3 separate regions of the Sus scrofa genome follow, and regions 1 and 3 are each linked to region 2. A link is a contact called in public Hi-C data. All regions are on one chromosome and are shown on one strand. The core of a region is the stretch at or near the end of the contact, and the rest is flanking DNA. Distances in the headings are between cores, read along the strand shown.

The links. A called contact is a pair of places that touch in the nucleus more often than the background predicts.
Region 1: a Hi-C map of skeletal muscle shows a contact between it and region 2, with 4 times the contacts expected there. The contact joins the enhancer-like site here to the promoter of GHR in region 2. A contact is called at or near these places in 1 of 5 promoter capture datasets (liver), 11 of 47 Hi-C or Micro-C datasets (adipocytes, embryonic fibroblasts, liver and 2 more) and 1 of 2 datasets of contacts at active chromatin or transcription factors (skeletal muscle).
Region 3: a contact with region 2 is called in a Hi-C map of skeletal muscle, with 2.9 times the contacts expected there. The contact joins the enhancer-like site here to the promoter of GHR in region 2. A contact is called at or near these places in 1 of 5 promoter capture datasets (liver), 7 of 47 Hi-C or Micro-C datasets (liver, psoas muscle and skeletal muscle) and 1 of 2 datasets of contacts at active chromatin or transcription factors (skeletal muscle).

Annotation. Positions count from the first base shown.
Region 1 is chr16:27,216,609-27,219,744 of Sscrofa11.1, forward strand. It overlaps a transcript of GHR not described here. Among named protein-coding and RNA genes, the nearest start is that of GHR, 41 kb to the right of the region's middle. Within about 2 kb of position 1,768, at least 5 of the 83 cell types and tissues checked have an H3K27ac peak or open chromatin away from gene starts, as enhancers often do. A contact at or near this core is called in skeletal muscle, where this site is marked.
Region 2 is chr16:27,257,785-27,260,888 of Sscrofa11.1, forward strand. It overlaps GHR (growth hormone receptor), which reads left to right and starts at 1,277. Exons shown (of 9, transcript NM_214254.2): 1 at 1,277-1,346. The coding sequence starts at 1,277.
Region 3 is chr16:27,196,470-27,199,678 of Sscrofa11.1, forward strand. It overlaps a transcript of GHR not described here. Among named protein-coding and RNA genes, the nearest start is that of GHR, 61 kb to the right of the region's middle. Within about 2 kb of position 1,877, at least 5 of the 83 cell types and tissues checked have an H3K27ac peak or open chromatin away from gene starts, as enhancers often do. A contact at or near this core is called in skeletal muscle, where this site is marked.

The DNA.
Region 1 (3,136 bases), core at 518-3,017, 41 kb before region 2:
ATGGACAGGTGGTTGGGGCAAATTTTGAAACCTGATTGTTTACACTTGTTTTCCAGAATATGTAATTATTTACTGGTGCTTGCTAAAATGTCAGTTTAGTTTATTTTGGCAGAGATAGGATTAAGTTTAATATTTGGAGGCATCTCCTTCAGTTGGTCTGTCCTGGCTTTTGTTCCAGGGCTTGGTTTGGCATGTAGCAACACAACCTGCTGGTCAACTCATTAGAGGTTTATTGTTTAAAAATGTATCTTCTCAAAGCAAAAAAAAAAAAAAAAAAAAAAAAGCCCATCCCTTTGTCATGTCCTAGCTCTCTCCTCTAAGACACCAATAATGGGGAGTTTAATATAGAAGGACTAATTGGGAGGTTGAGAAAATAAGTTTTGGAAAGACAGTGATGACTTCAGAGTTTTCCTCAGATGGAGATTTCCTTTTAAAAACCTGAACTGAGCTTTTATTAAAACAATAACTGAACTTTGAAATAAGATCAGACTACTGAATTACAATCTCCAGGGGATCTTACGGGCAGCACAGGGAGTTATGTCCAATCTCTTTGGATAGAAGGTAAATGGAAGAATGTATGAGAAAAAGAATGTGTATTGTGTGTGTGTGTGTATGACTGGGTCCCTATGCTGTACAGCAGAATTTGACACAACACTGTAAATCAAATATACTCTAATTAGAAAAAAATCTCCAGAGGGACAGGGATGTGTCTGTGTGGTTTATGACTACATCTTTGGGCCTATGTCAGTACCCAGCTCATAGTAGGCACTCAGTAAAATTGAATGAAACAAAAAAAAGCTGAATGAATGAGTACAGTATCTAAATTAGCATGACTTTCCCTTGGAATAATAGTAAGTCCAAAGGGAATATGTCATCACTTCTTTAGGTCAGTGCTTATTTTGTCTGTTCCAATTAAAAGGAAAAAAATTGTGATGTAAAGGAAACAAAGTGAAATGTTATGCATTTCTATTGCATTTGACATCTGCGGCAGGTTTTAAGTTCATTTCCCAAATCCTATTGTATTGAGATTGTCATATGTTTCTTAGAGGCATTGTTCATTCCAACTTACAGTGAAGTTAGGTCACTGCCATTCTGAGTGGACATATGTTTTGTATTATTAAAATGGCATGTCTTCTGGGCGTGACCGCATACTCCAAACGCTTGCATAATTTCTCTTGATGCTGTGCCATCTTGCCATTGCTGAGGCTAGGGACCAAAGGAGGTCTCACTCCCTTCCTAATATTCTTTTGACCACTTTAGACTATGCTAAGCCTATTCACACCACTAACTGGCTCCGTACTCTGTTTTCTGGTCTTCTCATATTGGCTTATGTGGTCCTCGCCCTTCCCTTTCTTTCCCTAAAATTGGTTTCTGGATGTCATTATACTAATAATAAATAGTATTAATAGCATTATTATATTAATATATTGATGATTATTTTTGTTAATAGCATTATCACAGCACTGCCATGCGTTTACACACACATATACAGAGGGTGAGAGAGTGACTGGTGGATAATTTGGCTATCCTGTGAATGCTAAAATTTCTCACTAAACACATTTTGTGGGTGTGGGTGGTGTTGTTTGTTCCCTTTGCCACTCAAATATCAGGGAAAACATGTGCTTAGGAAACAGAGTCTCCTTTGCCCCATCGGTATGGAAGACATACGCAAAAGGAGTGAAGGGGTGTGTTTGCTGCAGCCAGGGCTCTATGAGAAATAACACTGGTGAAGAAAAGGCTCAAAGAGCAATAAAAGTCCATGACACTTTGTCCTGGCAGAGTAAGCTCATCCTCATCAGCGTTTCCCCTGCCTCAGGCACGTTTGGAATGACCAAAGCAGAGTGGCCAGCTTCTCAGAGGCGGCAAGGCTTTGCATCGCCATCTTCCTCGTCCCAATATGAACAGAACTCTGCCCAATAGTTTCCCACTCTTGTTGCCATTAACACGCTCAGCCTAGTTGAGGCAGGCAGGGATTCTTGGCATTCACAGGGAACCAAGATGATATCTGATCTCCCCACTGGAGAAAAGTGAGAAAGAATGATTCCTTGGGACTCTGAAAATATAAACACAAATAGAAAATTAAAACTGAAGAATTCACTTGGAGTCATAAAAAGTGCTAAACTCTCTGTTGGTCATGTGACTTATTCTTGGCATTCGAGGAGCCAGAGGCTCTTGTGGTCTAATCTGGAGAGCATCCCTAACTCGCTGTGTCACCTTGGCAAATTGGTTGATCTCCTGTGCTGTAGTGTTCGGTCCAGCTGCTAGATGGGATGAAAGCAAGACCTCACTGAAACCAGATGCTGCCTCTCTGAAAGGCTTTCAGCAATAAATAATATCGTATATACTTTGTTCCTGGCAGCAAGTATTGAACTGTTATAACCCCCTGTTTTCACTTGCTTCTAAAATTCTGGAAATTTCTCCTTTGGGCTTGGCTTTTTCCATGCTTGTCCTTAGCCCAAAGCTTTTTGGAAAGTTTGACCAAAATTTCACTTAGCTGTTTTTCCTGAGTGATGGGAGAATAAAGGCAATGCATTGTTTTTTCAGCTCATAAAGTAAATTTCAGTTTTGCCTGGTATATGTCAGAAAAATAGCAGAGCTGCTACCTTTAAAGTCTTTAGTGAAAGAATCATGGGACTGTAAAGAATGCCTGCTGATGACAATTTTAGGTTGCTGAGTGTATCCTTTGTCTTTAAACAAGACCGCATACAATCGGGACACACACACAAAGCTCTAATGCTGTTTTAAAGATGGCCAAAGAAGAAGTCTCCACATTCCCTCATAACCCATCCTCAGTTAAGTTACCAAGACACAACTGCAGCTACAATTGGCTGTCCTCTGTCTTGACCACTTGGTCCATATCTGCATGGTTCCTAAGCTTTATGTACCGGTACTGATCCCCTTGTATGCGTTTTGAATAAAGTTGACCGTGTTTTTCAGGTGACTTTCAAAGAAGCCTTCTCTGATCATCAAACTAGATGATGCATTTCCTCGTGGTACTAACCACATACGTGTGCAATGACATCACTTGTGCTTCCCTGATAGACCCATAGTCCCACTTATGGCAGAGTCAACATCTGTCTTACTCACCGTCTCTGTGGCATTTAGTTTAGTGCTGAACATGGGGTAGAAACCCTTT
Region 2 (3,104 bases), core at 27-2,526:
GGCATTAGTTGCCAATGCAGCAACATGTCTCCAAAGAGCAGTCTGCTGAGTTCATCTTAAACCAGCCCAAACTTGTCTTTTTAGAGATCCAGGAGGTGGACACCTGGTTTATTTATTCCAAAGAAGCTTATTTCCTCTAGGTAAAGGTGTGTACTGGCTGAGGCATGTTGTTCTGCTCTCCCATTCATCAAATTGAAGGCTGCAAAGGCGTGGCCACACTTGGGACTCCAAATGGCCAGCAGGGCCGCACACTGACTCTCCTTAGAGTCTGAGGTATTCACTCTCCTGGGCCTTTCAGAGACCTCATTCCTCCAGAAATTAAAATCCACAAGGAACCGGGTGTCCTAGGGGAGGCCACCTAGGAAGCGCCACTGCTTTGGTTTTTTTTGTTTCTCACTTCCTTTCAGCTGCCTTCTATTTAAACCTCCTTAGATGGCTTATTAGCACGATGTTTTTCTTTTTTTTTTTTTTTTTTTTTTTGTCTTTTTGTCTTTTTGTCTTTTCTTGGGCCGCTCCCGCGGCACATGGAGGTTCCCAGGCTAGGGGTCTAATCGGAGCTGTAGCCACCAGCCTACGCCAGAGCCACAGCAACTCAGGATCTGAGCCGCGTCTGCAACCTACACCACAGCTCACGGCAACGCCGGATCCCCAACCCACTGAGCAAGGGCAGGGACCGAACCCGCAACCTCATGGTTCCTAGTCGGATTCGCCGACCACTGCGCAACGACGGGAACTCCAACACGATGTTTTGAGTGTTAATTGAGCTCTTTTGTTCACTAGGTAACACACTGGAGCAATTTTACTATTTCAGAAGTTGGTTGTCTTGTTTTCCCCTTTATGGCCTGTCCAGCTCAAGGCCCCTTGCTTGGTGATATGGCTGACAAATTTCAGATCAAATTAAAGAGAACCACACTGGCACGGCCTGGTTACGGAAGCTGTGTGTGTGCTTGGGGTGGGGCTGGGGGAGGTGTCACTTGTTGTGAGGTGGTTCTATGTCTGTCGGCCAGGATGTGAAAATCTTTAGTGTCCATGTTATTTCCTGAGACAAGCACCCACCGGAAGTAGCATTTATTACAACCTGCTGTTTGCTCTCTTGAAAAGTATGACCACATGAGACTCTGGACTGTGAAAGACTTACGGATTCCTTCTGCAGATGATGTGCATGTCAGCTCATTCATAACTTAGTGTGTCTTTAAACAATTCTTAGTGAAAGTAGTCTGCTTTTAATTGCTTAGATTCATCTTTTTCCTTTTGTATGATTGCAGGTCCTACAGGTATGGATCTCTGGCAGCTTCTGTTGACCTTGGCAGTGGCAGGCTCAAGTGATGCTTTTTCTGGGAGTGAAGGTGAGTTCTGCTTTTCCATTCCCACCTTCAGTGTTTTTGAAACCACACTGAACTTTGTTAAATCTAAGTTCTTTGGATGAGGTCAGTAAAAGGTATAAGTTTTAAGTGGCAACAAACAGAAAACCTGTTGTAGCTTTTAAAATCATAAACCAGGAGGATGTTTCCGGGAGTGTTGTAGGAGGAAAACAGTAGTCAGCTTTGGCATCTGATGTTTCCCCATCAAAAATAAATGCTGCAAATCACGCAGAGGGCATTTCTATGCAAGGCAAGCCAGGTCTCTTGGTCCTCAGGCTCTGGGAGAGAGATTGAAATTGCACTGAAGGGTTATTAACCTACTCAGCTCATCTGTGACTGAGGCTATCATAGCCTGTTTCCAGAGCTCAGAATTAAGGCCACTCTCGGGATAGGTCTCTGAGAGTGAAAGTTGTAAATTTCACCTCTCACTCTCTGGGTGCTTACTATTTGGCCAAGTTTGAAGGAAGAAACTCCTGAAATAGTTGAATAATACCCTCAGAAGTCAAGCACTTCCTTGTCCATCTCTATAATTCTCCTTCTTTTTTTATGTCCTCTTCCAATCAAAAAAAGTCACTGTATCAAACGTAAGTCTCATAACAGTTATAACTGGAACAAGAGAGTAATGAAGGGAGTGAAAAGGATTTTTTCTGTCCAGAAAGAAAATTGTGCTCATAAAGGGGTGGGAAACTTTTTAAAATATCATCTTGAGTGCTTGGAGTCTTTTTGTTTTTTCTTGCCTGAGCTTCAACAAAGAAATCATCTATTTCTCCGATTCTGACTCCACAGTCAATTGTCACTTTAATAGTAGCCAACTCCCCTACTCACTGGGCAACTTGTGCTGGAAAACACAGTTTAACAGCCGAAATAGTGCCTTAAAATGTCCTCCCTGACCTTCAAGCCAAAAATAAATCCATAGTAGTGAGCTGCTGAGGGCGACCAGAATAACTAAGAAAACAAGGGTAAAATATGTTATTTTATCTCTTAAGACAATTTAAAAATATTTATAGAAAAGAAGTCATAATTGTTTGAAATATTTTTGGGTGTCTCTGGTGTTATAATGTCAACATTATGCAAGTCAAACATGGAGGGAATTGCAGGCTCTGTGTCAGCAGCTTTTCCCATGGCTGGTTTTAGACCCTGGTTCTGAGCCAAAGAATTACAGCTGAGATCCTCTGCTGTTCCAAAGTCATGGTGGTTTAATCTCTACTTTCTTCATTAAGGTGACTTTCACTCCACTGGGTAAGGCTTGAGGAATTTTAAAAACTTGTGAAATGCAAAGTATGGTAAGGGAAAAATTTAAGGAAAATTAAAAATATATCCGTGGCTAAAAGACTAAAGCTCAAATTACATTTTCAACCTAGAGAGCCTGCAGAGAGCATCTGTTTCCACTGCTTTGACATTTCAGTAAACCTTTAACTTTGTAGAGGAAACAACACCATTAGCTGGCCTTATGTTTGCATTTATTTTGCTTTTGGAAAGTTTTTGGTCTGCTTTGTTTTGGGGGGAGCAGAGCATAAGAAAATGCAATGGTTTATAGTAAATACAAATCACGTAGTCTAACAGTACTTGCACATACTAAGTAATTTAGCAGAGGAAAAAGAATTTTCTCTTATTTTTTTATTTCTTAGTGGGCTAACTGAAATTCCTTTGGAATATGTGGTCACTTCAAAATTCTTCCCTTAAAATGGCCTTGGAATTGTTAAGGTTTGGGGTATGATGTTTATATAAGAAGGTGCAAAGGAG
Region 3 (3,209 bases), core at 627-3,126, 61 kb before region 2:
AAAGGTTAGCTAGTAGCAAGTAGGTCCGGCTTAATTTCTCCTTGAATCTGGAGATCTTACTAAAAGGGAGAAAGGAGTGATTTATTTTTTGACTGGATTAACCAATTTGTATTGGTCACTATGAGGCAATTTCATATATGTTATCTCATTTAAGTCCCCATAAAGACACTGCAGGGAAGTAATATAAACTTTCAGGAAACAGACTCAGAGAAATTAAGTAAACTGCAAACATCCCATGCTGTAAGCATTATTGTCTCTATTAGCAAGTGTCTGAGCTTCTTTTAGTTTTCCAATCCATAATCCTTACTGCGTAGTCCTCTTCCTTGTGCTCACAACCTGGCTGCTGGAGATCCAGGCAACAAGAAGGTGAAGGGTACAGGACAAAAGGTAAATGGACGATCCAGCCAAGGTTATCTTCCTAGATGTTCTACTTGGTGACTACAACTTATATCCCATAGGTCAGCATCATAGGGCCATCCCTTTCTTCAAAGGAACCTGGAAAATGGGTTGTTTTTTTTTTTGGTTTATTTTAAGCAGGGTACTTTGACACCCCCCCCAAAAAAAAGTGAACTCTAGGTACAGAAGTGGGGGGGAATGGTTATTCAATAGGCAGTTGACAGTTTATTTTTAAAGAGGTCATTCTGATGCACGGAAAGGTTGAAAATCTCTGGCCTAAACTCTTACAGTCTTGATCTCCCTTGTTTCAAGTGAATTTGATAGAATAAAGGTTACTCTCCTCCCCAGTCTCCTGGTATGAGAGAGAGCCAAGGGATATAATGATTTCTTTCAGGCATCCATGGTAAAACAAGGCACATGCCAATAAGGAATGATGACTGCTGGTCATCCTCAGACAAACGTGGGGAGGGGTGGTGACACCAGGTCTCATGGCTGCTTATTGATGCCAGGTGTCTCAGTGGACCATCCAGCAGGCCTTTGGTAAGGGCATGCGGGGGCTATTCAGAAGCCCTGCATCCCATCAGCTCGGCAGAAACTGATGTGGCACAGACTGAAATGCTAGGTGGGGAGTGAAGTGTCTGACACCCGCCAGGTGACTGCTGTTTAGTCAGCAGTAACTTTTATCTTCCAGTCACCATTCTTGTGGCTCTTTTTTGATTGTCCCCAAGCTCCAGGCCTGGGTAAGGCCTGCTGAGGTGTAAGTAGAAGAATTAGCAATGCCCCCCAAAATGCAAACACTCAATGTGGCGGTTTTCGCCTTGATAAGGAACTGGCTGTCAGATGCCTGAGTCCTTGCCCCACCCTGGCTACCTACACATAAAGTTGGAAGGTGGTTTTTGAGGTTTTTTTTTTTTTTTGGCTGCCAGGCGTAGAGCCTCAAGAGAACAGTGTGTCCTAAAAAAACAAGAATTTCAGCCTACAAAGGAAAACAGAATCCACCCTACTTGGTCACCTGAGGGAGTCCTTCAGCTGAGGAGCTGGACTTGCTTTTGTCACTCAGCAAAGAGGGTTAAAACTTAGCTGAAGAGCTGTGAGCGGACCCTTTTTCAAGAGGGGCTTCTGAAACAAAATGCCAGGAGTGTAACATAATACAGAGGTCACAAACATGGAAAGGCTATGGCATCTTGGCAGGTAACATGAATGTCTGAAGGGAGTCAGTTGCTCACAGGCAAGCATGTGTCCCACGGAGGAAATACTACTTCTAACTCCCTTCCTGTGTCCCTCTCCTCCTACCTTGTTCCTTTTTTTCTCCCTCCCTCCCGCTTTCATCCTTTTTTTCCCCCTTCCCTTCTAGGAGAAGCCATAGATTTGGAATTTCATGTGAGGAATGCTTTGTTAGTGTTGAGCTAGTGGCATCTGGGCTGTCATCTGGCTCCTTTTTGTCCAGATTAGGAAATGGCACCCTTTCCTTCCTGCCAGCGCCCATGACTGTGCAAGTCAAGTGGGGGCTGGATTTCACTGGCCCCGTGGCTGAGCCCTTGTGCCAGGCACAAGCTGCCCAACTTTAGACAGTGACCCCAAAGTTATATATGTTATGTGAGCCAAGCAAAACATTTCTGTGGGCCATGCCTAGCCCACAGGCTAATCATTTTGCAGCCTCTAGGGTTGTGGTTGAAACAAAGCTCTGGGGCAGACTGTCTGGCTTCAAATCTGGGTTCTGTCATACAGAGAAATGATTCAGTATTTCTCTGCCTCAGCCTCCTATGTCTGTAGAATGGGGATAAATACTTCTCTCACAAGGCTGTTAAGAAGGTGGAATTAAATAATGCATGAAAAGTATTTAGCCACTCAGGGTGTGGCTGATAGTCAGCACTTGATAAATGTTCATATCAAAAAATCATGTAAAAATAAGCCACTTATTGGCTTATCTCTGCAGGTCAAGTTGTGTTGGCAAGTTCACAGCCTCTGAAATGGGTGAGCGTGCATGTCAGCCCTTCATGATTTCTTTCTACTTATGCTCTGTGTCTGGTGACTTTGTGAAGGCAGGGAGCTCAAAAATCACAAGCTTCACTTACTTACCTACTGAAGCCACAAGAACCTTGGTAAAGTAAATACTTTGCTTCAACCACTGTTTCTGTCTCATTGCATCAAGTGGCTACACGGGTTAACAACTGCCATCCATAATGATATCTTAAAAGCATAAAGAGATTAAATTAACTGCAGTGTTATCTGTTGCAAAAGGAAAAAGTATTTGGGATCATTTTGGAATAATTGATACTGAAAAGAGTTTGAAGATGTTGAGATTTGAAGTGGGAAATGCTCGGTTACTGCATTCATCTCCTAAACTGGTGCATTCTCTACGAGGTAGGCCGCAGAGCCAAGACTCCATTGTGTAAAAACTGTCCTCGTTGTTTGCCGCCAACATACATCAAGCTCTACATCAGATACTGACTCATCACTGAAACTGTACTGGGGGGAGGGGGTTAAGTCAGCACTGACCCTAATGAATCTGCAGTTGGCTTCAAGGATTTGGTTTGAAATGAGACCAAACCCAGCAGTATTGCTCTAGTAGGTCCAGTCCTCATATAAAGAGTTAAATATAAGTGGCAACCTATCAACATACTTAAAAACATTCTCAGAAAAGGGCATCCAAGAAACAAGTTAGTGAAACCTACATCTACCTTAATTTTTCTTTCACTCCATTAATACCTGAGCTTCCCCTAAATACTCATTTAAGTCCTGAATGAGTATGAAGAATGTTGGGGAGACTTGCAAAAACAAGGATTGCCCTAGGAATTCAAGTTTTACTTGCC